Regions from separate parts of the Mus musculus genome. Here region 2 is linked to region 1. Evidence: chromatin contacts called from public promoter capture Hi-C data. All regions are on one chromosome and are shown on one strand. The core of a region is the stretch at or near the end of the contact, and the rest is flanking DNA. Distances in the headings are between cores, read along the strand shown.

Region 1 (5,056 bases), core at 839-3,338:
TCAGGAGTTGGGATGTAGGTCAGTGCTGGAACATCTGCCTGACATATTCGAGGCTCTGGATTCAATCTCCAACATGGTGCATACACAAAAAACATTCAATCCCCCAAGCATTTCCAGATCTGGGCTGGAGATCAGAGCTGATGTTCGTTCACATGGAACCCGTTGAAATGCATTCAGTTCTATTCCAGGTGCTGGACAAGGGCTACTGGCCACCGGGTCTCCCAGATTCTCAGATTACCTCTGTGAAATGAGTCCCGAGATGCTCCTGCCCCTGGGCTTGGCTGGCAGATGCTCTCACCTGCTTTCCTTAGCAGCCAATCATTCCTGCTGCTTGCCCACTACACCCCTCCCCCATGCTATAACATCTGCCTCTCATTCTTTACAAGCACAACTGCCTCCTTTGTCCCCCACTGCCTGCAAGATCAGTGTGTTTTAAACACACACACACACACACACACACACACACACACACACACACACACACACACAATCTCTGCGCGCACACACACACACACACACACACAATCTCTGCACACCTGAACCAGGTCTCATCATGGCAGCCTGAGGCCACCACAACTATCCCTGACTTCCTCATTACTTCCTGCTTGCTTATGCCACACCTGGTCTAAAACAACCCTTCCACCTCTACTCTCTACCCAGGTTCAGAAGTCCACACTTCCCATGAAGCTCTCCGAGTCACTTTCCCATCCTTACTCTTCTCCAGTCATCCCGTTCTGTTTGAGAGGTTCGTTAGTATTCATGAGGCATGCATATGCTGGGGACAGTGGTGACTCAGTGCAAAGTAGGCCCAGAGGGGGACAGTGCACAGTATCCTATGGAACTGGGTTACGTGTGTGCTGTTACTGTCCTTTATCTCCAGACAGTGCCTCGTATCCCTTCCTGGAGAGTGGGCACCTTAAGAGCTGAGTCTTGGTGTATGCTAGTTGCCATCTGTGGGTTAAGCCCTCCTTGTTGATACCAAGAGCTTGCAAATGTTCACTGGCAACGTCTTGGCCTCCTCTTCATCACTACCTCCATATGACTGGGACTCAGGGTACCAGCCTCTGCAACTTATTTAGCCTGAAGGCACAAGGTAAGTACCTCAAGTATGCTGCCACCCCCTAACCCAGAGAAGGTTCTCAGCCCTGCACAGCAGTTCTCCTCACCTGGTCTCACTGGCCCGGTTCCACACTGTCACCAGAAGACGCTTCTGATCACCCTCCTCTGGGACAGGACTAGGAAGCAAAGCAGACCACCAGAGCATTAGGAGGGCCCAGCTCTAGGCCAGGCTCCCGGAGCTGGCCATGACTACAACAGCTGAGCCGGCATCTATACAACTTGCTAAATATAGTGCCACCGTGTGGGAGCTGCGTCCTCACGTGCATAATAGCATTCATACTACATTGTTAGGGACAAAAGAGAGGCCAGAACACACGGTCATAAAACAGTCCTGTGTTGTAAACACACAGAGAGGTGCACGTCCACAGAAAGAGAGATCTGACAAGAAACAGAGCAACTCCTATCTTATGTGAGTAGGAGGAGGATGCTGAGGGTTTTCTATTCTCTTCCTTCTGTTCGCCCGTATTGTCCAGAATTACCTTGTGAAATGAGAAGCAAACCAAAATATTATGATTCGCTCTCACTAACAGGAAAAGGGTCAATGCCCATGCCCTTCCCACTGGCCCTGGAGCATCCAGAGAGGAGGGACAGAAATAATATAACAACAACAGCAGCAGCTCTCCCGCCAATGGGCGCTGCCCCACGTCCCACTTAAAGAGTCCCAAGCTCCCCAGGAAGAAACTATTATTAACTCCATTCTACAAATGAGGAAGCTGGGGCTCAGGGAGGTTAATGAGTTTAAATGAAAAGGGATGCACAGGTAATACCCGCCCTTCAGCTTGGAAAATTCCTTCTATTGAAGGTGAGAACTTGGCCAGAGGCAGTGGGAAACCAACCGGCTTCTCTTTTTTTTGGGGGGGGGGGGAGTAGGGGGAGTGCTGCCAGCCCTAAGCTAGTTACTGTAGTTAGGAGAGACAGCCAAGTGACACATTATTCCTGTAGGCCCCGCTGCTGGGCCCTCGGCCAGGGATGCAAGGACACCGGGGAGGAGACAACAAAGGCATCCTTCAGAAGTCACTGTTGTTCTGCTCAGATCTGTGTCTAGATCTGGCGAACTGAGATCTTTCCAGGCAAACCCCTCCCTGCCTCTCCTCTCAAGGGCCAAGCCGGTCCTGACTCTTACAAGAAGAAGTGCTCGTGGAAAGCTGGGTCTCGGCAGTCTGGAATGATCTGTGTGGTCTGGCAGGGGAGCTGGCTGTCTTCTGGGATCAAAGAAACCTTCGTTGAGTAGAGAAAGTAATAGCATTAGGTGATCATAGAGACACAGTCACCCAAGCCCCACAGCTAGCTCGGAACAGCTAGTTCTGCGAGGCTCCAAAGTAAAAGCTTTCCCCGTGTTCCTCAAGCCAGCCTGAGAAGACCACAGAGTAGAGTCCCCATCGCAAACAAGGAACCTGCCTGCGGCCAGTAGAACGCACACCAGGACAGGGAGTCATGGTGGTGGTAGTAAGATAGAGAGAAGGTATAAGCTTATCATCTCTATTCTTCCCTAGACCAGGGAGGTTTCCCCTAAGCCAAAGGCCTCCTCCCTCTTAGGTCCCCAGGTGCTCTTGGGCATTCTGCCCTTGTCCCACCCCAAGCGGCCCCAAGACCATGTTTTCACTACAGTCCTCTTCCTCCCAGGCCTCAGGCAGCCAGCCTGTTCCTACAAAGCCATTCTCCAGCTCTTGGCAGGAAGGGTTTCTGGACTTAAAGGGAAGAGAGCGTCAGGCCTGCACCTGGCATCTTGGCTGCTACAGTCTGGTATGCCCCTGGCCTTTGGCTTCCTGTATCTTTACCCCTGTGGTCCTCTGGACTCATTGCCAGGGTCTAACTCAGAAAGATCTCCCAGCCCTCAGGGAAACCCCTCCTGCTCTCCTGCCCAAGTCTGACTGCTCTCTCTGCCTCTGGTTGGGTAGGGAAGGGGGTGAGGATGCCGTGTCCACTAGAAAGCCTGTGTTTCAGTCACCAGCACAGTCACCACGTGGATCACCAAGATCACCCTAAGGACTCTAGCTCTTGACCAAAGCCTTAGGGAACAAGTCAATCAAAAGAACAAGAGTCTAGACCAGCGTGGGGCCTCATGAATGCCCAGAGACCCAGTGAATGAGGTGGTGAATGGTCACTAACCCATAGGTGTCCTTGGACCTTGAGAGTCCAACTCAGTACCCCACACCTGCCTCTCACCCCATCAGATACCTTCACATAGGGATCGCAGATGCCAGGCTCCCTGCTCATCAGGCCTTTGCCTTCTATGACTGAAAAAGAACAGAAGGGTTAGGGTGGGGGAATGGAAGTACACACACTTCAGCACAAGCACGCACTCGCTAATGGAAAGACATTTTCTATTTTGTACTCAAATAGAAGACATAGCTGTGGGCAGTAGGATTCTGACCCTTCCCCAGGTCTTTGAGTTGACCTGATGGTTTTGACCCCATCTCTGCCTCGTCTCCTTCACCAACGTGTTCTAGCAGCACCCTCACCAAGGTATAGAGTAGAGCGCAATCCATTCCCCAAGTCTTATATAGCTGGAGGGGGAACTTGCAATATATTCAACATATTCGATCTAAGCATTACTAGCTGAAGCAAACATGGCTGCCAGGAGGGCTCAAAACTCTAAGAAACATGTGTAGAGTCACAGAACAAGGGAAATGGCAGTTCCTTTAGAACCTGTGTCTCTTGACCAGTCCGGTGAGCTCTCTACCTTCCAAGACAGCCTCCAGGGATGGGAACCCAGGCTGTGTGGGCACTGTGCTGTGCAGTGGGTAGTGCCACAGAATGGTCACGAGCTCAGAGTCCAGAGGCAGGCAGATTGCATGTGAAGCCAGCTGCACCATTCACTTACCATGTATGCTAGAGCAAGGAACTCCAGTTTGCTCAGACTGAGTGCCTCATTTCCCTAAGAGCTCGTATTGGTATTCACTCACATGACACTTGTACTTTTAAAATAAAAGAACCTCTCTAAAGTGCCCAGTAGACTGCTGGGCCAATAAGTAACTGTTCTGCAAAATATTTGCTATATAAGAGAATGAGGGCTGGGGTGTGGCTTAGTTAGTAAAGTGGCTAGCATACATGAGGCCCAAGATTTGATACCCAGCCCTACCAACAAAACAGAAAACAACAACAACAATAATAAAGATCAACAGACAGACAGACAGACAGGAATGGGGTAAGTGCTTGCTATAAAGGTAAGAATGGCTCTCTTGCCTGATGTCCACAGCCGGCAGGTCTTACAGAACCCCCGATCTCTTGTTTTCTTTTGTGTTTTGTTTGGTTGGACCCTGGGGCTTGGCTCACACAGAGCCCCGTCCGTCTGAGGCATGAAGCCTGGGAAGCCAGGCTGGAAGGGATGAAGAGCTGAGGCTGGGGGGAAGCCAAAGCAAACCACAGAGGACAAATGGTGTGGCAGGGGCCAAGATGCATTTTGCAAAAACTGTTTGCACAGCTGGAGAGAGACCCTGGCTGGAACGGAACACCCCTCTTTGGGTTCTTGGGAACTTCACATTGGGCCCCTTAAGGCCAGGAGCAAAGGACCCGGGCTCCTGTTGTTCTCTGTACTGTATCCTAGCTACTGTTCTCTGAGAATGTATCCCTCCCCTCTAGGGTGTGGCTTTCCTGGGCAGAAGTCTGGCCTGGTGACCTCTTGTGTCTTCCTGATTATCAATGGCAGTAAGGTAGCCCTGACCACACCCTAACACCTCTCCTATCATGGTAGAGAGACCAAACCTCGGGGTGACACAGTATGGTCAGGCTGTGATGAGGACCCAAAAACCCTGGAGGAGGGTTAAAGACAAGGGATGACTCTGGGGTTGGGGGTGGGGGTCAAGGAGCAAAACCAGCCTTCCTTCCTGAGGCTCAGTGATGTCCTAGTTAGTCACATTCCCGAGGAATACAGTGTATTGTAGACGGAATGGAGATGGACATTATTATCTTGCATAGCAAGAGCCAATGGGAAGCC
Region 2 (5,056 bases), core at 1,490-3,989, 140 kb before region 1:
TGAGGCTTGGCACTGTGAGAGGCAATGAAAGGCCATTGGTGAAGGTGCAGCCTCAGTTGCAATTGACAGCCAAGACTGAAGGGGTCGTGTCAAGAATTTGAGGCTTGGCACCATGAAGAGAGCCTATGAGAGGCTATTGGCAAAGTCAAGTTGCAGCAGAAGACCCCAGTGTGTTGGAGATGGGATGACCACCAAGAACAGCAGCAGCAGTGGAGTGAATCAACGTGAGCTTAGAGTGCTACAGAGGGCAGAGCTGGAGATGTGACCCAAGCCCTTTGGAGGAGCTCAGAAGATCATGTGTAGAACTCAGACATTGGAACAAGACGCTGTGAAGTTGAAGTTGCTTTGGAGATCCAAAGATGTTGAAGATGCCAGAGTCGTGGGATACCAGCAGAGGAAGGCTGCTGGGAATATGGCAGTAGAACATGATGGATCAGGATTCAGACATCCTTCTCTGGCCACCATAGGCATGGTGGTGGGGCGAGGTGGGGGGAAGCATGGGGTGGGGGGCAGGAGTTCTCACCTTCACACTTATGTACACAGCCACATACAAACCCACAACACCCACACACACACACACAGAGGAGAAAGCACTAACCTTCTAGGAAAATCATGATACTTTTTAAAAACGTGTTACATTTCTGATCATCACTTAGGCGATGAGGAAACACGCCTCAAGGGGAGAGGAGATGTTCCCACAATGCATCACACAAAGAACTCAGACCCAGAATCCATCCAAAGAATTCGTAAAAGGAAAGGAGACAAACAGCTCCCCACCAAAGGAAATTCAGATAGCTACTGCAAGCTGAAAAGATGCTCGAAGGTACTAGCCACACCAACTCAAAGTAAAATCGCAACGAAAGAAATAATACACCTGCAGGACCAGCAGAGACGAAGACTCCAGGCAGTGCGGACAGCGTGCACTGTGTGAGAGGTTCTATCTTGTTTTGTTGTTTTGTTCTGCGGTGCAGGGAAAGAGGGTCATTCTTAGAAACCATTGTCGTGTCCGCTGGAATGACATTTGCCCCAAAGCCAATGTCCTCTGTTCAGCGTAGATGACCACAGAGCAGTGAGGACTCTCCCTGGAAGGGGAGGGAGTGAAAAATCAGTACAAACATTTCACAAAATAGTTTGGCCTTAGTTATTCAAAGTGATGAAATGTGTATCCCACAACTGAGGACATTCTGTAAAACCAGCATGCACAAGGGCCCCAGGAGAGCAGAGGCCAGTGTCTCTCTCTCTCTGTGTGTGTGTGTGTGTGTGTGTGTGTGTGTGTGTGTGTGTGTGTGTAGTGGGGGGGGGGGGGGGGTAATAGGTTAGATGAGCATGTGACATTGTGTGCCAGGGTGACAGGCAAAGATGGAGGATGGGGGAGCTACGTGAGGACATCACATTGCAGAAGTCAAACACATGGAATCTGTGAACTGTGACACCCCACAGAGCATCCCAACAATGAACAATGAAGAACTCATTCCTCTGTTTTCAGAATGCCACAGTCGGCAACACCACTTGGTAAAGGGGCAGAAGTTGAGGTCCTTCTTCCTTACAGAGAGAGAGAGACACCCTGGGTTTCCGCCACAGCTACTGACACTCTAGTAGTTACTGGAGCTTGATTTACATCTGTTAAACAATGGGCATACTGGATGCTTTTCTCTCTACATAAACATCTAAAAAACCAACATGTTACAGTCAAGGCAGAGAAGAAAGGTCCTGCTGAGAGGCACACAGACAAGAGAGAGAGAGACAGACAGACAGACAGACAGGGGGAGAGAGAGAGAGAGAGAGTGGGGAAGAGAGAGGGGGAGAGGGAGAGGGAGAGGGGAGAGAGGGAGAGAGGGAGAGAGGGAGAGAGAGAGAGAGAGAGAGAGAGAGAGAGAGAGAGAGAGAGAAGGCAGGGGAAACCTAGGCAGAGCACAGGACAGGCCCTTGCTTTAACATTTGCACATTAGTCTAGTGTTCTGGGCCCACCAGACTCCCAAGTTCCCCAGAGAATTTACATTCCAGGAAAGGAGACCAGCAGGCATCAAATAAACACCAATTAAAATCTGCAGCTCAGGCTCTGGGGGTGGTCTAGGCCTTTCCTCTCTGCCTGTGGGAGGAGCCCACCTGAACCTGGCTCTCAAAGGTGGGCAGGGGGGTGGGGGGGGGGGATGAAATGGAGACTAGAGGACAGCAGCTGAAGGCTCCCTGGAGAGAAGGACTTTACAGTCTCCTTCTGTCCCCTACTGCTAAAAGGTCACTTGACTGTGTGCAGGGAACTGTGCAGAGTGGCCTGAGGCAAGTCACAGGAAGGTGAGAAAGGGTGTTTTGAGCTGGGTTTTGGAGGACTGGTAAGAGTTCACCAGACACAAATTATCAACTCATTAAGGATCTAGAATTTCACATCTTGCTCATTGATGCTGAAAACCTAGTCGTCCAGAAAGTAAAAACCAAGAACAGAAAAGTGTAGACATTATAAAGTATGACAGTAGAGAGCTGAGATGCACAGGTACGGGGGTGTCCTTAGAGCCCTGGGTCCACCCCACAGGTCAATGATGTCATTACCAGAGGAGAGAGGTGGCTGGTTGGGCAAAGCCAGAAGGCCAGGGTTCTGCCTGGGAAACAGCTGCCAAGGTTAGCCCCGCCTTCACCACACCCCGAGTTCAGGCTTCAGGGTCCCAGGAGGGTGGCAGCAGCGGGCCAGGGACACTGGAGCCAGGCACAATCACAGTGGGCAGCCGCAGCTGCGTGGCTTCGGAATCTGGTAGTTAGTGGGCGGCCTGAGGAGCCGAGCTGTCTCCCCTGTGTTTATCTGGCTCCATGGAGTAGCTGGGAACTTGATCTCCGTGGGGAAGCTGGCCTGGGTTGCCCTACCCAAGGAAGCCCTGGCCTCCCAGAGCACCCCAGAGATATCTGGAGAGAACAGAACCAGGAGCATATGAAGGGTGTGCCCAGGCCTGGGGTGAACCAGAGCAGCTCCCTCTGGGAGCATGCCTGCTGCTCTGACCATGGGCCAAATGCTTTCTGTGTAGCTTCCCTGCAAGGAAAGTGGTTTCCCTCTTCTTGAACAAGTTGGGGAAACTGAGGCTCAGAGATGGTAAGGAATTTGTTCAAAGTCACAGAGACAGTGCTGAGTTGGAATTCGGATCCAGCTGCTTGCAAAACCAGTGTCCCCAACCATTTTGTCGCCTTGACTCTGGGGGCCCTCCAGTCACTGTGGACCCTTCTGTGAACAGAGCTGGGGGTGGACATTGCCTGTCAGCCTTTCCTCCAGCCTCAGCAGCACCAGCTCTGGATGTTGAGCTCCTGGAGGCGGCTCCATCAGACCAGCTATGAGGAGTGTGTAACCATGGAAACAGGGTTTCACCTCTGGGCCCAGGTCTACCACCCAGTCAACACGCTGAACAGAGGAAGAATGAGAAGGACCTTCAACTTGAACACCTTGTCTCAGCCACTTTCCCACAGGGACAAAGCCAAGTTGCCCACTGCTAGCTGTGTGGCTCCAAGCAAGTGACATAACCTCTCTGATCCCTCAGTCCACTCCACACAATCCATGATGTCTCTCCCTCTCTCTCTCTCTCTCTCTCTCTCTCTCTCTCTCTCTATCACACACACACACACACACACACACACACACACGCACACGCACACACACACATACACGCACGCACACACGCACATGCACACACACACACATTCAGTAGTGATTGTTGGATTTGAACTTTGATATTTTTTTCTGTTTGTAGTTTTCAGATCCTTTCTTCCGTCATATGAGACATGTTTCCAAACAACAGAAGCCCCACACCCACTGCCAACATGCAAGACAGCACCAGGAAAGCTGGCAACCCCAAACTCCAGTGTTGATCTGAAACCTTACCCTTGCCCTCGCTCACAGACTTCTGGAAGCCTTAAACCTGTTTACAACACCAGACTAGAGTCTCCTGGGTGAGAAACCCGAGGTGGGTGAGCCAGGCATGGGTGGATTCCTAATCCCTGCTGTCTCCAGCTGTTTTCCCACGCTGGGGCTCAGTGGGGCTGGCTGCTCCTTCCCCGGGCCACCTCAAGGCCAGGAATGTCGCTGGTACCTTCCACCAGGAAATGCTGACCAGATTGCTTCCGTGCTCTTTGATGTAATCTGGAGTCTTTGAGCCCAGATGTCTCTGCCAGGCCTTTTAGGGAAATGCACAGTGCCTTCGTGACTGGGGAATTCCGAGGAACCCTGGTGGTCAGACTCTTTCTGACCTCCTCATAGTGATGCAAGGGCAGGTGGAGACAGAGGGAAGGTCATCTAGAGAGCTGTTGGCCAGGATCCTCTCAATTCCCTGTCTGTGGTTCCATGGTCCCTGCCCTCTGGGAGTTCCCAGGTCTCCCGAGGCAGGTACCCCCACGCCCCTAGGGGACAAAAGGACTCGGTTCTGCAGAAAGAATGTCCGGACCAGGACCCCTCCCCAGCAGCTTTCTCCAGGAATCTTGTGTCCCTGTTCTTTGTCACATAGTCTGTGACCTCCAGGGCAGAGTGTCCCTGTGGGTAGCCTCACCAGGAGAGCCTTGACTTGAATGAAAGCGCTATGAGCTGGGTGCACAAGTACGCATACCTCTCTCCACAACTGATAAGCGCGGCAAAAGCACACAGATCTGGTGCTTTCCTTAGCACGGCTTGACCTTTGACTCTGTGACCAGGCCTGGAAGCAAAGCAGCCCCCCCCCCTACCAAGGCCCACACTGGGTTCCAGAGCTGACCTAGAGGGACCCTTCTTCCTTAGGACAGAAGTTCTATTTGCGTGATGATGGGGCCTCACTACCTGTCCCTCATCTCCTGTGCTGTTAGAAGGAACCAGACCACAGCAGGGCACAGAGAGATAGATGGTCAGAGATCCAATGATATCTATCCCTTCGGCGCCCATGTGTCTCTGTGTAGACTAAAATGGGGAGAGAAGTCTGCCTTAGGGAACTGGCCTGAGTACCACCCCTTGTCACCTGATGAGACCAGGCTCGGGGAGACACAGCCCAGCAAATCCCGCATGGGGTAGTGCTCTGTTAGGCCTCCCCTCCTCCCTCTCCGGAACTTTCTGGTTGAT

Evidence for each region. Capture Hi-C pulls out chosen DNA fragments and counts their contacts.
Region 2: a contact with region 1 is called in a promoter capture Hi-C map of adipose tissue. The contact joins two enhancer-like sites. A contact is called at or near these places in 1 of 39 promoter capture datasets (embryonic stem cells), 7 of 484 Hi-C or Micro-C datasets (the C10 cell line, bone marrow-derived macrophages, colorectal tumor organoids and 4 more), 4 of 115 datasets of contacts at active chromatin or transcription factors (Th17 cells, embryonic fibroblasts, embryonic stem cells and 1 more) and 4 of 9 other capture datasets (adipose tissue, embryonic stem cells, liver and 1 more).

The regions. Positions count from the first base shown.
Region 1 is chr4:62,603,788-62,608,843 of GRCm38.p6, reverse strand. It overlaps a transcript of Rgs3 not described here. Among named protein-coding and RNA genes, the nearest start is that of Rgs3, 13 kb to the left of the region's middle. Within about 2 kb of position 2,088, at least 39 of the 459 cell types and tissues checked have an H3K27ac peak or open chromatin away from gene starts, as enhancers often do. A contact at or near this core is called in adipose tissue, where this site is marked.
Region 2 is chr4:62,742,389-62,747,444 of GRCm38.p6, reverse strand. No RefSeq gene overlaps it. Among named protein-coding and RNA genes, the nearest start is that of Gm11211, 17 kb to the right of the region's middle. Within about 2 kb of position 2,739, at least 74 of the 459 cell types and tissues checked have an H3K27ac peak or open chromatin away from gene starts, as enhancers often do. A contact at or near this core is called in adipose tissue, where this site is marked.